Regions from separate parts of the Capra hircus genome. Here region 1 is linked to region 2. A link is a contact called in public Hi-C data. All regions are on one chromosome and are shown on one strand. The core of a region is the stretch at or near the end of the contact, and the rest is flanking DNA. Distances in the headings are between cores, read along the strand shown.

Region 1 (7,662 bases), core at 5,111-7,610, 200 kb before region 2:
CACAGAGGCTTTCCCCAGCAGGAGAGGCTGGGGGATGGGAAGGGGGAGAGAGAGAGGTCTGGAACACAACTATGGGGGACCACCAGCTGGAGGAAGGGGTGCTCACAAAAGCAAAGGAAGGGGCAAAAAAAGTCTCAAGGCAAGGATGGTTCAGGTTCATAAATAAACCTGCTTGAGACCAGCTAATGGAAGAGTAAACTGGAGTCTTTTTTAATACAAATGTAATTAACCAATCTATAATCACCACAGGGAGTGCCAGCAACATCTCATTTGTTTCTCCCTCTGTAGGTAATGGACTGATAATGTTTTAGACATTAGCACGGTGGAAATGCAGAGCTCCCCACTGAGAAACAAGTCCTCCTTTCTGAACGTAAAAAGTGGCAGAATGGAGCCTCTTAAGCCACATTCATTTGAGTTACACAAGACAATTAACAGCATTTCTTCTTTTTAATAAAAGCAGCCACCAGTGCCATAACTCACCTGCAAATATCAAGCGCTTTGCGAACATCTCCCGAAACAGCAGAGACTTTGCGGGCGCAGAACTGAATGGCAGCATTGTCTAGGACCTGGTCATTAAATGCCTTTGGACAAGACATAGAAGTTTACAGTTGAAAGTACACAGCTCCTCTTCTGCAGTTTTGGTCTCAGACATGAGTACTTTCACGCTTAATTCTAAACTTGATTGACCAAACTGTAGGGTCTAAGAGATGCCTTTTCTGCTTAGGAATGGGAATTTCATACATTGAAGCATTTTGTAGGAATGTGGTAGAGGTTCACAAAGGGGAAAAAAGCAACTGAAACGTAAATTACCAAAACTACACTATACTAAAATCTACTTGGTCGTTTACAAGAGAAAGTGCTTTCTTGGTCCTATTTTTTTTTTTTTTAATTTTTTGGCCAGACCATGAGACATACGGGATCTTAGTTCCCCGACCAGGGATACAAGCTGTGTCCCCCCAGCATTGGAAGTGCAAAGTCTTAGCCACTGGACCGCCAGGGAGGTCCCAGGTCCTATTTTTTTTTTTTTTTAATTTCTTTTTGGCTGTGCTGGGTCTTCATTGCTGCGTGGGCTGTTCCGTGGTTGTGGCAAGCAGGAGCTACTCTCTAGTTGTGGTGCACGGGCTTCTCATTGAGGTGGCTTCTCCTGTTGTGAAGCACAGACTCTAGTAGTTGCGGTTGCCAGGCTCAACTGCACCAAGGCTTGTGGGATCCTCCCAGATCAGGGATGGAACCCGTGTCTCCTGCGCTGGCAGGCAGATTGCCACTGAGCCACCAGGGAAGCCCCCTCAGGTCCTATTTTAAGACTGTTGCGTGTGTGTTAGTCGCTCAGTCATGTCCGACTGTTTGCGACCCCATAGACTATAGCCTGCCGGGCTCCTCTGTCCATGAAATTCTCCAGGCAAGAATACTGGAGTGGGTTGCCATTTCCTGCTCCATGAGACTATTAGAGAAGCATTTGAGTGACTCCTCTCTTATGTTTATTCCAGTACTGAAGCACCCAATAAATGGAGCCATGGGTGGAAATTCACACAAAAATGTTCTCACTATGGCCCACAGGAATGCCTTGTTTAGCAATGGAGTCAAAGCAAAATATTTTAGAACCATTGTTAGGTTTCCTTTTCACAGGTGATACAAGGAACAGACACTTTGGTACAGTGCTTGGCACTCACCTGATTCAGTCGATCCTGCAAGATGGTGGCTATCTGATTTTTGGTATAAGGTGGGAAGTTCAACAGCTGTGGCTTGCATTTTTCTCTAGCTTGAAGCCTCGGCAGAATTCTATCCGTGAGATCCAGAGTATTAGCAATACCTGAGGAGGAGATATGTAACACTTATCATCAGTGGTCAAATCACCCTAAAAGGAAAAATAAACCTTCTGAAAGCTGAATAAAATTTCTAGTCATAATCCAGCATTCCAACTGTTGCTTCCCACTTGTCCCCAACTCTCAATACTCATTAGGTTAGATGTACACAATCATCGAAGAATGTTTTTTATTTAAGTGTTCTTTATTTCTTGGCTGTGCTGGGCCTTCATTGCGGCATGTGGGAAGAATGCTCTATTCAAATTAGGTTTTAAATTTTGACTAATAGCAGGACCAGACACTCCCAAAATTGACTGTTGCTGAAATGCAGTATTATGTCATTTCTATTCAGAGTTAACAAAACTGATTTGATTTGTGAAAGTCGCTCAGTTGTGTGTCCAACTCTTTGCAACCCCATGGACTATACAGTCCATGGAATTCTCCAGGCCAGAACACTGGAGTGGGTAGCCATTCCCTTTTCCAGGGGATCTTCCCAACCCAGGGATTGAACCCAGATCTCCTGTATTGCAGATTCTTTACCAGCTAAGCCACAAGGGAAGCCCTGATTTGATTAAGTTCCCTATTATTTTATAATAACTTTCCTTAAAAAAAAAAATTCTTCTTTTATTTATTTTTATTCTTTTTTGACTGAGCTGCACAGTATGTGGGATCTCAGTTCCCTGACCAACTCATGCCCCCTACCGTGGAAGTGTGGAACCACTGGACCACCAGTGACGTCCCTATAGTAACCTTATTATGGTAAGAAAGCAGAAAGCTGGTGTAAGATAAAGTAATAGGTGATAATTCCCTGGCAGTCCAGTGGTTAGGACTACTCACTTTCATAGCCAAGGTTCAACCCCTGGTTGGGGAACTAAGATCCCACAAGCTATGTACATGGTGAAAAAACAACAACAACAAAACTCATAAGCCGAAGAGATCTAAAAAAGAAGTCTTTAGAACCACCACGTAACATGAACAACAGAGCACTAACCAATCAGCACCAACCGAGAATTGCTTAGCCACGGCCATTCAAACAGTGTGTACAAGACATCCTGCCCTCTGCTGTCCAGCTGATCCATCTCGTCCAACACCAACACACTACAAAGAAAGAAACAATGAGGATCCATGTTCACCTTCTTAACTCTCCAATCTGTTTGATGTGGGCTGACTCTAGGTCACATTCCTACAGCTCAAACCAGTTTGAAGGTAGTCATCTACCCCATTTGGTAACATACAGCAATGAGCTTAAAAACATTTTCCCCCAATTTGAAATTAGAAGGTTTTTCTTTTTTCTTTTCTTCTTTCCCTTTAAGCTTATGTAACTACCTCTCAGAGAGAAAATATAGGATATGTTCTTTTCATGAGTAAACTGGTAAATTCAAGAGACGAGACTGTGAGTTTGTGGGCAACAAAACTTGCAGACTTTCACAAAGCAACATGCAGCAGAGCAACGCTTACATCATGGGGCCCTTCTCTGCAGTCATATGGTTTTCCAGTTTCCTCATCATGTCCTTCCCAGCTGGCCTGGATACTTCTTCCTGACAAATCTCCTGAGCAATGGCTGGGAATACAGCCTGGGCACTCCTCAAGGACATGCAATTCAGCACGATAGTTTTAAAGCCTCTTAGTTCCTTCTAGAAAAATTGCAAACAGGCAAGTTAGTTTGGCCTCGGATAAACTTCTGATGGAATGTGATGTGTCTTTGAGGGGTTAACAGCATATAAGAAAATAAGCTCCACTTTCATTTGGAAAGATTTTGACAATGAAATTTAAAATGTCTTATTTGGGAGAAAACTGCAATCCCTGAAGTACTTCCACTTTTTCTTAACCCTTAATAACCAGATGTCATTTTAGCAAGAGCATCATAATTCAGACTCTCAATGTACCTTGAGGTCTTGCAGAATTCGGCTTAAGCAGGCAGTTTTTCCAGTTCCAGGAGCACCAGAAAGATAAAGACTTCCAGCTTTTTTCCCACAGATGTGCTCCCTTAGGAAATTCCTGATGACATCCATCTCCTTTTCCCTGGCAGGCAGCTGATCCGGGACAGCTGTACTCAGGACCTGTTTCGCTTGCTGGTAGCAAGTGCCTGTGCCAGACATGAAAGGACAATTAGACACAACAGAGGGTACCAAGAAGACCCACCGCCTTTCACTTGGAATCACCAGCCTTGGTTACAAGGCTGCACTGACAGCTGCCATGAAAGAACCAACCCTCTTGCTTGAACAGTCTCAGACATGCAGACTCTTTCTCCGGCGGACACCTCTGCTCAGAATCGGTTGTGATGTCCTGACCTTTCGGAACTGAGGAATGTATTTTGTTTTGGTGAACTCTGGTGCGTTCTCTTTTGCCAGGAGACTTAGTTGTCAGCTGATTGTCAAATACCAGTCTGCGTCCCTTTGATGTCTGTGAGCAAGGGGGACCATTCTCTTTCTTGCCTTGCTTTGGTGGAGAACAGGGAGATAAACGGGGAGTGTTGCACAGGTTGTCATCACCTGAAACATTAAAATCAGAATGGGTCACTTATAGCAGTGGACAGTGAAAGGATTTGGAAAGATCTCTGCATCCGCCCCTCAAAAGGGGGATGGAATTTCTACCAGGGTCAGAATCACCAAAATAAAATGCCTCTCAGCCAGAAGCAAACATCGGCCACCAGATGGCACCACTGAGTCTTACTAGTTGGTGGCGGTTTTAATGGGAGGAAATTCTAGGATTGCTCTAAAACAGGGCTTTCCAACCTAGGCATCATTGATATCTTGGACCAAATAATCTTTCATTGTGGGGGACTGTCCTGTGCACTGTATCATAGTGAGCAGCACCCACTGTCAGTGGCATCCCCTCAGTTATGACAACTAAAAATGTCTCCAGATACTACCAAATCACCCCTCATTAAAAACAAGAAAGGGAAAAAAGGAAACTTAAAGAAACAAGAACGGATTATCAACCACAAGAATTGTCACCTGTTTCTCATAATTTCACAACCACTGAGGCAAGTTTCAAAATACTATATAACAGTGACACTGACAGCATCAAGTTCAGTATTAAGGAACTGAAGATCAGCCCTATGAAGCAGTTCAGAAAGTGATTTCAAAAGTAGCTTAACTCTGAAGTTCAGTAAGCAGTTAGCAACCATTCTGAAAATAGCCAAAGGGAACAGAATCGTCTTAATTGTACTTAGAAGGCTGTTTCAAAGTCATCTTATCATTAAGAAAGGGGTTGAGAGCTACCGGTTAAAAAGTACTCAAACAATGGCTATCTTACCCAGACGTTTTCTGGGGCTAAGAGGCAGAATTTTTGCACAAGAAGAACGCAGGATAGCCTGGGCATTTGTCAATTCTAGTTTGGTGTCACTGGAGCTTTTAGCTTTGTCCACTGTCCGAGACGGCTTCTTTTTTGGAAAACTGATTGTAGCCTGTGACTGGGAACGGGTTCGAGGCATGATGGCAGCACAGCTGGGTACAAAAAAAGGAACGGGACATCCAGTCAATATGTAAAAGTGAAGGAAAAATAATTAACATGGAACTTAAACCAATGATCAACACTCATTTCATAATCAGATTATGTTATGACAATATTTTAGCATTTAATTCTGGTTCATATCCAAATCTATGCAACAAGAAATACCTTGTCTACCTACTATACATAACAGGCTGTCATAAGTATTTTAGGTATTTACTAAGCTTCCCTTGTGGCTCAGCTGGTAAAGAATCCACCTGCAATGCGAGAGACCTGCATTTGATCCCTGGGTTGGGAAGATCCCCTGGAGAAGGGAAAGGCTATCCACTCCAATATTCTGGTGGAGAATTCCATGGACTGTAAGTCCATGGGGTCGCAAAAAGTCGGACACGACTGAGCGACTTTTACTTTCATTTAAGTTTTAGAACCATTTTAGAGGTAGGTACTATTATCCTTTTCTTACTGATAAGAAAACTGAGAGGCAGCGAGACCCAACAACATAGCAAAGTAAGATATAAGACCAGGTATTCTGGCTCCAGAACCCAAATTTTTAACCACTCAAGCCATGCAATAAGAAGTTGATCTTTATTGGCGTCTATAGCACTTCTAATTCTCTAGCTCCAGGCCCGGAGTAGATCATTATCACCATTTTAGCGCAGCAGCCTCCATACTTACAGGCTTCCCCAAGCCCTCAGTCCCTACTCCGTCCAACCTCGGCCCCACAGAATCCCAGACGTTCGGGGAACATCGCCCTCATATCGCACTCAGCACAACTGTCAGACCATTCCGAGGCTGCATTCCTCGCTACCCGACCCCGACCTCATCACCTTCCTGCGATCTGAGCTCTCCTCCCGCGGTCCTTGCCCCAGGCTCTCACAAACTCCGCCGCCCCCAAGGAGAGGACCCGGGCCTCCTCTCCTTTCCACCATACAGGGCTGCGTCACCTCAGTGCCGGCTCTTCCTCACGTCTCCGGCAGACAACTTTAGGGACTGTCCACGACAAGCTGCAGGATAAAGCCCACACAGACAGCAGTAAAGCCCAGCCACGCTCGCGCCAAATCTGCACAGCCGCAGCTTTCCCGCCTCCCGCCAAAGCCCTGCCACCCTTCTGATTGGGTGTCGCCAGAGCGCAGCGCGCGCCTTGGAGGCAGCCCCCTCCTTCACAGCCAATCAAGCCGGAGGGTACGCAACCAATAAGAGAGCCCCAGGTCTTAGCGCCACAGTGAGGCCACGCCCACAAGTCCTTTTACATCCGGGGCCTCTGCGGAAAGACCCGCGGTTGCGCCGAGGCCGAGTGGAGTCCGGTGGCCCCGCCGCAAAGCCCGGCGGGATATGTAGTCTTTGCAGCTCGCGACTGTATTCCCACGCCCTTTTTTGGTTCTCGTGCCCTTTCACAGTGTTGCACGTACCCATTTTTATTATCCTAGTGGGCTAGACCCTGATGCTGGGAGGGATTGGGGGCAGGAGGAGAAGGGGACGACAGAGGATGAGATGGTTGGATGGCATCACCGACTCGATGGACATGAGTTTGAGTGAACTCCGGGAGTTGGTGATGGACAGGGAGGCCTGGCGTGTTCATGGGGTCGCAAACAGTCGGCCACGACTGAGCGACTGAACTGAACCGAACTGAACGGGCTAGATTTTCAGAGAGCTACTACATAATCATTTAATCAGTTCAGTGTCTCAGTCGTGTTCGACTCTGTGACCGCGCGGACTGCTGCACTCCAGGCTTCCTTGTCCATCACCAGCCCCTGGAGTTTGCTCAAACTCATGTCCATTGAGTAGGTGATGCCATCCAACCATCTGATCCTCTGTCATCCCCTTCTCCTCCTGCCTTCAATCTTTCCCAGCATTAGGGTCTTTTCCAATGAATCTGTTCGCATCCGGTGGCCAAAGTATTGGAGCTTCAGCTTCAGCATCAATCCTTCCAGTGAATATTCAGGATTGATTTAAGATTGACAGGTTTGATCTAACTGCAGTCCAAAGGGACTCTCAAGAGTCTTCTCCAACACCACAGTTCAAAAGCATCAATTCTTTAGCACTCAGCTTTCTTTACGGGCCAACTCTCACATCCATACATGACTACTGGAAAAACCATACCTTTGACTAGATGGACCTTTGTCGGCAAAGTAATGTCTCAATGCCTACCATTATTTGGGCAATTCTGGGTGCCAGGTTTGATGCCAAGTGCTTTACTAATGCTCAACACTGCAAGGCACAAAGCAAATCCGCTGAGGGTTAGAGGTCACAAAATTTTTGGTGGCTTTGAGGGCCTAGGATCATTATTTGGTACCAAAGTCAGTTTCTTTGTAAAGCTCTGCATAAATAACACTGCACTTCATCACATTAGCCCCCTTATTTGTGTTTCAAAGATGAGAAATAGGGCCAGGCCTTTGCTTTTATTTTG
Region 2 (6,974 bases), core at 3,530-6,029:
CGAGCCTCGTCTCCTCTGCCTCATTCCCTTCCTCACCTCTGGCCCATCTACCCTGGCCGCCAGCTCTCCTGTCTCCCCCAGGCCCCCATCGAGTCCTTCTCTGGCTCACCCTCAGCTTTCTTAAGTGCTTTTTCTTTCTGATGTCCCCATTTTGGGGACCCCCTTGGCACTTCTTTCTTCTCCCGGAATCTGACCGCTTCCCAAGCCCTTCTCACGGAATTCTTCTCCTGCCCCCCTCTTTCCTAGCCAACCTGTTCCTGCTCATTTCCTCCATCCTGGGCTCTCGGACCGCCGGCCCCCACACGCAGTTCGTGCAGTGGTTTATGGAAGAGTGCGTGGACTGCCTGGAGCAGGGCGGCCGAGGCAGCATCCTGCAGTTCATGCCCTTCACCACCGTGAGTGTGCCCCCCCCCGCGGGCCCCAGCCAGCCCCCTCTAGCTCAGAGCGGGTCAGCAAGTCTCAGGAGAGCTCAGGGTCCAGTGGCCAGTGGGAAGGGGCTTGTTCCCCCAGACATCACGCCCACCACCACCCCGCTTAGCAGCTGTCTGTCTGACAGGTATCAGAACTGGTGAAGGTGTCGGCCATGTCCAGCCCCAAGGTGGTTCTGGCCATCACGGACCTCAGCCTGCCCCTGGGCCGCCAGGTGGCCGCCAAAGCCATCGCCGCCCTCTGAGGGGCCTGGCGTGGCCACGGGGGCTGGCAGGAGCGTTCCAGCCCTGTGCGCCTCAGAAGGGAGCTTGCAGAACGATGAGCCATCGTTGCTCACGTCCACATGACGTAACCTCCCGCGGTCGGTTTCCAGATCGTTCCCCCTGCTCCTGACTTCTGACCTCCAGGACGGCTCCCAGTGTCTTTCATAATTTCCTCTCCCCACTGTTAGTACCTCATGTGCGTGAGCAGCCTGCTTCCTTAACTCAGAGCAGGCTCTTCAACACCCCCGCCTCACCCCCACCCGCCTGCTTGTCCCCCTTCCAAGAGTGGATTTACCTCCAAGGAACTTTATGGGTGCGGGGGGTGTGTGTGTGTGTGTGTGTGTGTGTGTGTGTGTGTGTGTGTATGTATATATATATTTTTACATGAGGTGTGTTTGCCTCCTCTCAGTTGTAAATAAAGACCTCGTGGATCCCTTTATAGCCATCGGTGCCCGTGTCTGGCGTGGGCGGAGAGCACTGTCTTCTCCTTGGTCCCCTGCCGTCTGGTGGTAGAGGAGGCAGGCGGAGAGTTCAGGGGAGGGCTGGGCCCAGCTTCCCGTGTTTGTCCACGCGGTAGGGGCAGGGCAGGGCACGGGAGCAGCTTGCCTTCCTCATACCTGCCAGCTGCCTCCCCCTGCTTGCAAAGTCTGATTTACTCTGCAAAGGGAAAGGTTTTGGCTGAGGGCCCCGCTGGTGCTGGGGTAGGGTGTCCTGTTCGTTCTGATGCTTCCCAGCCCTTCCAAGCCCCACCCAGAGTCTCACTGGCCCGGAGTTTCCTCTCCGGAGGAGGACTGACTTGGGGGATGAGGGGTGAGGGGGGTGAGGAACCACGGGGGATGAGGGCAGGAGCTCTGTTTAACCCTTCCTTGCCTGTGTCCCACATCTCCAAGCCCTGGTTTCTTCAGGACCAACCACAGGGGGGAGGGCACCCTGAGCTGCACAGCTGGGGATTCCAGCCCCCTCAGCCTGACCCTGCTTCTGAGGAGCCAGTGGGGAAGGGGAGTGGGAGGTGACTTGAGCCACGGACGAGAATCTTGGGAGGGGACCCGGGGACTGGTTGGCTGTCTGGGTGTCCTGGGTCTGGTGGTAGCAGCCCAGAAGCACATGTGCCTCCTTGGCCGAGAGGTCTGCCTCGGACCTGTGCTGTGAAGCGGCCCCTCCAGCCTCCCCAGATGTGAGTTCAGGCTGCGGGCTCCCCGCCAGGTCAGAAGCAGAGCTCAACGAGGGAGAGAAGCGCAGAGCCTGGAATTTGGGGTCCGATCCAAGCTGTCGCCCTGACTTCAGCTCCCTGGTCTGTAAAAGGCCCTTCATAATCCTATCTTTATGGGCAGCTGTAAGCACAGGAGGGGGAAGGTTTATGGAAGGTGGTAGACCGAAGCGAATACTAAATCCTCCTCGCATCAGGTCCACGTCCATCTGCGTCTGGACTGTTGAGCACCGCCAGCCCACTCTCTCCTCTCCCGGTACTGCTGACCCATCTGCTTCCTGTCCAGCCACTAGGCCGTGGCTCCTCGAGGGCAGGGACCATGCCTGCCTCATTAACTCCGCACCCAGCACCTGGCCTGGCGTCCATACCAAGTGGGTGCCAAGGAATGACCGTACCTCCTCTTCCCTCCCTCGGGCCTCGCCCGCCATTCAACTCCCCACCCGCAACCCCTGGCCAGGCACCAGCTGGACTCAAGAAGGAGGAAGGCCATTTACTGGAGACAAACACTTTATTATCGTGAAGTTTGGCTACAGGGAGAAAGTGGAGGCCGGGGTGGAAAGTGAACAGTTGAGTGTTTCTCTCTCACCTCGTCACACAAGCCCCCTCATCTTTCCTTTCCATGTTCCCAGTCTCACCCAGCAAGGCAGAGACACACGACCATCTGCCTAGCCCGAAAGAGAGTCAGAATCCTGACCCCAACCCCGGTGGGTTGGAGCAAGGTCATGAGCCTCATGGCGTCTATAGCGCATCCAGAAAAACAAGAGGCATCACTGATGCCTGGGCTCCCCACACGAGGAGTCAAAATGTGCCTGAAAAAAGTCTTAAAAAGAAGAAGTTTCCCCAGCAAATTCATGGGACCCCAGGGTCAAGCATCCCACTCCAGCTGCCTCTGCTGGGCTTCATGCCCGAATGCAGGGCTGGAGCCAGGGGGCAAGGACCCAGTCGGGGAACACTGCTGTTTAAATATTAAACAGGGCTGTCTCGTCTCCCACCTGGGAGACTTCCCGATGCTTCCAAGGGCCCCGAGGAGGGCACCCTCAGGGTAGGGGTTCACTGCAGCTTTCCCCAGAACCCACCGCGGAGCCAGACCTGGAGCAGCTACAAGAAGTAATACTTGGTATTTACCAACTCCCTCCCAGTCCCAGTACACAAGACGGGGAGTTTTCCCCACATGGAGGTGGAAGGAAGGACCCAGGAGCCTGGGGCTCCTTTCTGTGCTTCCCTGTCTTTAAATATTAGGTTTAAATAAGCATAAATATTAAATACAGAGATAAATACACAAGAGGGGAAGAGCTGTGCTCAGGGCTCGGCAAGGTAGCGCAGGCCACGGTATGCCAGCCCCAGGAAACGCTGCAGCTGGGAAGCAACCAGGACTCCTCCTGCTCGGCGCTGGAAGGCCGATGTGAAGGTCGGCATGGTGCCCTGGGTGGGCTGCACAGCGGGGGCCACCCCCAGGTCCTCCATCTGTGGGGGAAGGTGAGGTCAGCAGTCAGGGCAAGTTGGCACAGGGAGGGAAGGCTGGGGGCTGATGGGCTGTGGAAGATCCAGGGTTCACGGTGGAGCCAGGACAAGAACCAGGTCCAGGGACTGGGGACCAGCTCGGTTCTGGCCCTTAAAGCTTGCTCCCAACGAGACTCACCTGCAGCCAGATGTTGGTGGCAAAGTCGGTGACGTCCAGCTGCAGTGTGTCCAAGGTGGGAGCCAACTCTGGGGAGATGCCCGCCAGGGCCTGCAGGAGGCCCTGGTAGAGAAAGAGGCCGCCGTGCAGTTGGTCTAGGCAGCTTGTCTGGGGGGTCGGGTGGGAGAGTCAGGGGACGCCGCCTGGGATGCTCCCCTCAGGGCCCCTGCGTGGAGCCTAGAGAACTGGGGAGCCTTCCAGGTCAGCCTACCCTTCCGCCCCCTCATCTCCCTTCTCCCCTCGGGACACTCACCAGCTGCAGGGACTGGCTGGAGCAGCTGCTTAGGGGAGCCTGGGGGATGCCCAGAGAGTGCCCGAGCAGTACCAGCTCCTCCGGGTGGCACAGCTTGTGGGTGGCACACTGTGGTGGGAGGGATGCTGGGTGAGGGGCCAGCTCCTCCTCCTCCCCGAGCGCCCCCACCTCTCCACCCCCACACCTCCGCCTCCCCACCCGTCCTGTCAGGCTTCTCAGCCCCCTTCTTCCATCCAAGCTCCCAGCCAACCCTTCCCAGCACTAGAGGCTCTGCCCCCAGTTCCTCGCCAGCCGCCCTCCGGGCTGGGCCTCTCCTGATTCTCCTTTTCCCCCAGTGTCTCCTCTCACCGTGCGTCCCTTCCTGCTGCCCTTTCCCACGCTGCCCTTCAGCCCTGCTCTCTCCCTCAGCTCCCCCCCGTGCCTCCTTCCCTCCCTGCCCTGCTGCAGCGTCTGTCCCCTCCCTGTCCCCACGCTGGCCTCCCTCACGCACCAGCCTCTCCTGCAGCTCGGCGCCATCAGCCTGGATTTTCCTCACTTGCTCTAAGCACTTGAGCAGGAAGCTCTGGGGCAGGGAACGGGCAGGGCCAAGGGGGGTGGCTTCTTGCACCGTCCAGAGCGCGCTGTGCCAGAGGAGCAGCTGCAGGGCTGGGAGCAGACAGGGGCTCAGGAGAAGTGCAGACCTTTCTGGAAGCCCAGGCACCCCTGCCCGCTGCCACAGCTCTCCCCTCCCAGGACCCAGACACTCACCCATCAGCTTCATGGGGCTCTGGGCAGAAGGCTCAGCCAAGGGTCTGGGTGGGGCTGTAGGTTCTGGGTTCTGTCAGGGACCAGCTCCGGGGGCCTTTATACTCGAAAGCCCATGGAGGCCTGGGAGGAAATTACCTGGTGCTGCGACTAACGCTTAGTAATAGCTTCCCAAGTTTTATGCAAATTTGTTGTCCAGGACAATGCAGGGGGGTTGGGACCAAAAAAAAGTGTTTGCGAAAGTTTTGTGAAATTGTGGAATCTCTGATTCTTCTTTGACGTCTTGCCCCCCTCAAACTCCCTTCCTCCCCTCAGCCCCACCCAGGTCTGAATTGCCCCAGAGTGTTTGAACTAAACCTCTGAACCAAACTGAGCTAATGATAAAAAGGCCGGGAGGCTGGAGTCTGGTTGAACCTCAAGGAAGAGGCAGGCCTGGGGCCCTCCTCTGTCCCTCCCTCCCCTGGCATATCTCCTGGGTCAGCCCCATTAGCCACTCTGTAGGGATCCTTAAGCCACCTGCTCCCTAGGCCCCCAATTTGGAGAAGGAAGAAGCTAGTTTCCTCATTTCTATCCCCCCAGGTCCCAGGCGATAAGAGATCGTCTCTCTGATTGCCCTCTTGAGGGGCCAGAGGCCTGAGGTAGGGACGCTGGGGTCTGGCTGCCTGTCCCCACCCCACACTCTGATGGGCATCCTCCCGGTCTCCATCCTGAACCGATTAGCTGGGAACTCCCCAATCCCCCCATGACTCATCCCTTTGCCCCCGGAATCCTGGCAGAGACCAGAGGAAACCGGATGTCTGTCCCGGATGAAGCAAGACCCTTCGAGGCTCTTGGGTCACCTGACCTTGTCCCTCCTCCTCCTCTTGCACTGACCGCCCCCCACCCCCACCCCTGGCCAGTGCCTCAGCGCTTTGGAGTTGAGGGTCTGGGACAGGTGGCTTCCCTGGCGGGGTTCACTGCCAGCGGGCGAGTGTGTGCTGCCCTGAGGGGAGAAGGGCTGGGGTGAGAAAGAAGAAACCGCCTGGCCTCAAACCCAAGAACCACGCGCTGTCCAGGCTGGGAGAACTTCAGGCGTCTGTTCCAACACTGTGAACTGGGTCAGTGAATGCAGAGGCTCGCCCAAGGTCATGGGTAGCAGAGTCAGAGTTATAACCCAGATCTCTGCCTCGGGTCTGAGCGTTTTCCATAGGCCATGGGGCCTGCCTGGGGCAGTGTGGCCGACTGCATCTGAGACTGTCACTTTCTCTCCCAGTTAAGCCCACCAGGTGCCTTAACAGTCTTGGGAAGAGGAGTGGGTGTGTCTAACTGGTCCAGGCCATCTCTGGGGTGGGGGTGCCCTCTGGTGGTCACAGCTGGCAGGGCCAACAACCATGAATCAATTCATGTCCTGCCTCTGGTCCTGGCCACGCTGGACAGCCCTGGCCCTGCTGGACAGCCCTGGCCCTGACTCTACCTTAGGCCAGGACACTGATTAAGCCCAGTTCTATGCCCACCTTCATGGGAAGAGAAGGGTGAATTTAACAGAACTGTTGGGAGTCAGGGCAAGAGTTCTCACAATCATGCCTTCTCTCCCTCGCCTTAACCTCCAGAGTGCACAGCCCACCCCAGATAATGTGTTGGGCACTCCCCGTTGTTGTTCAGTCGCTAGATCTTGTCCGACTCTTTGCAACCCCACGGGCTGCAGCACACCACGCTTCCCTGTCCTCTGCAGTCTCCCGAAGCTTCAACTCTTGGGCATTGAGTCCGTGATGCCATCCAACCATCTCATCCTCTGGCACCCTCTTCTCCTGCCTCCAGTGTTTCCAGCATCAGGGTCTTTTCCAGTAAGGCAGCTCTTTGCATCAGGTGGCCAAAGTATTGGAGCATCAGTATCAGTCCCCCCAATGAATATTCAGGGTTGATTTCCTTTAGGATTGACTGGTTTGATTTCCTTGCAGTCCAAGGAACACTTCCTGCACATTGGCAAATGCACTCTTTTAATAAGCCTTAAGACAAAATTACCAGAAAGATCTCCCCCTTTACAGAAGATGAATCTGATCTTGAAGAGGTTAAATGACTTGTCCCAAAATAGCAGAGCCAAGGTCTGCCCTGTGCCAGAGTCTTCAGCTCTTAACTATCAAGTCTCTGCGTTCCGCCTTCCTCACCTGGGACCAGGCCAGCTCTGGACCCAAACTTTAATTTTCACTTACAGTGCAGGTGTGTCAGATGTTTGGCTCAGAAAATGCTGATTCTAACAAGGGTGGCCAGAATGGTGAAAGGACTCAAGATGCTGATTTGAAAAAAGCAGACTTAAAAAAAAAACAAAAACAACTTTTTTTGGTGAAGGGGCTGCTCCTTGTGGCACCTTAGTTCCCAGACCAGGGATCGAACCTGTGTCCCCTGCAGTGGAAACACAGAGTC

What was found. Hi-C and Micro-C count contacts between places; a contact is called where the count stands out from the background.
Region 1: a contact with region 2 is called in a Hi-C map of blood, with 2.7 times the contacts expected there. The contact joins the promoter of CDC6 here to the promoter of CSF3 in region 2. A contact is called at or near these places in 2 of 5 Hi-C or Micro-C datasets (blood and liver).

The regions. Positions count from the first base shown.
Region 1 is chr19:40,181,610-40,189,271 of ARS1.2, reverse strand. It overlaps CDC6 (cell division control protein 6 homolog), which reads right to left and starts at 6,360. Exons shown (of 12, transcript XM_018065030.1): 1 at 6,083-6,360; 2 at 5,061-5,251; 3 at 4,013-4,294; 4 at 3,689-3,888; 5 at 3,261-3,436; 6 at 2,794-2,900; 7 at 1,671-1,810; 8 at 481-581. The coding sequence starts at 5,238.
Region 2 is chr19:39,976,062-39,983,035 of ARS1.2, reverse strand. It overlaps CSF3 (granulocyte colony-stimulating factor), which reads right to left and starts at 4,779. Exons shown (of 4, transcript XM_013972125.2): 1 at 4,321-4,779; 2 at 3,831-3,938; 3 at 3,539-3,685; 4 at 2,113-3,363. The coding sequence starts at 4,590. The coding sequence ends at 3,199. It overlaps MED24 (mediator of RNA polymerase II transcription subunit 24), which reads left to right. Exons shown (of 27, transcript XM_018065018.1): 26 at 247-395; 27 at 557-1,137. The coding sequence ends at 673.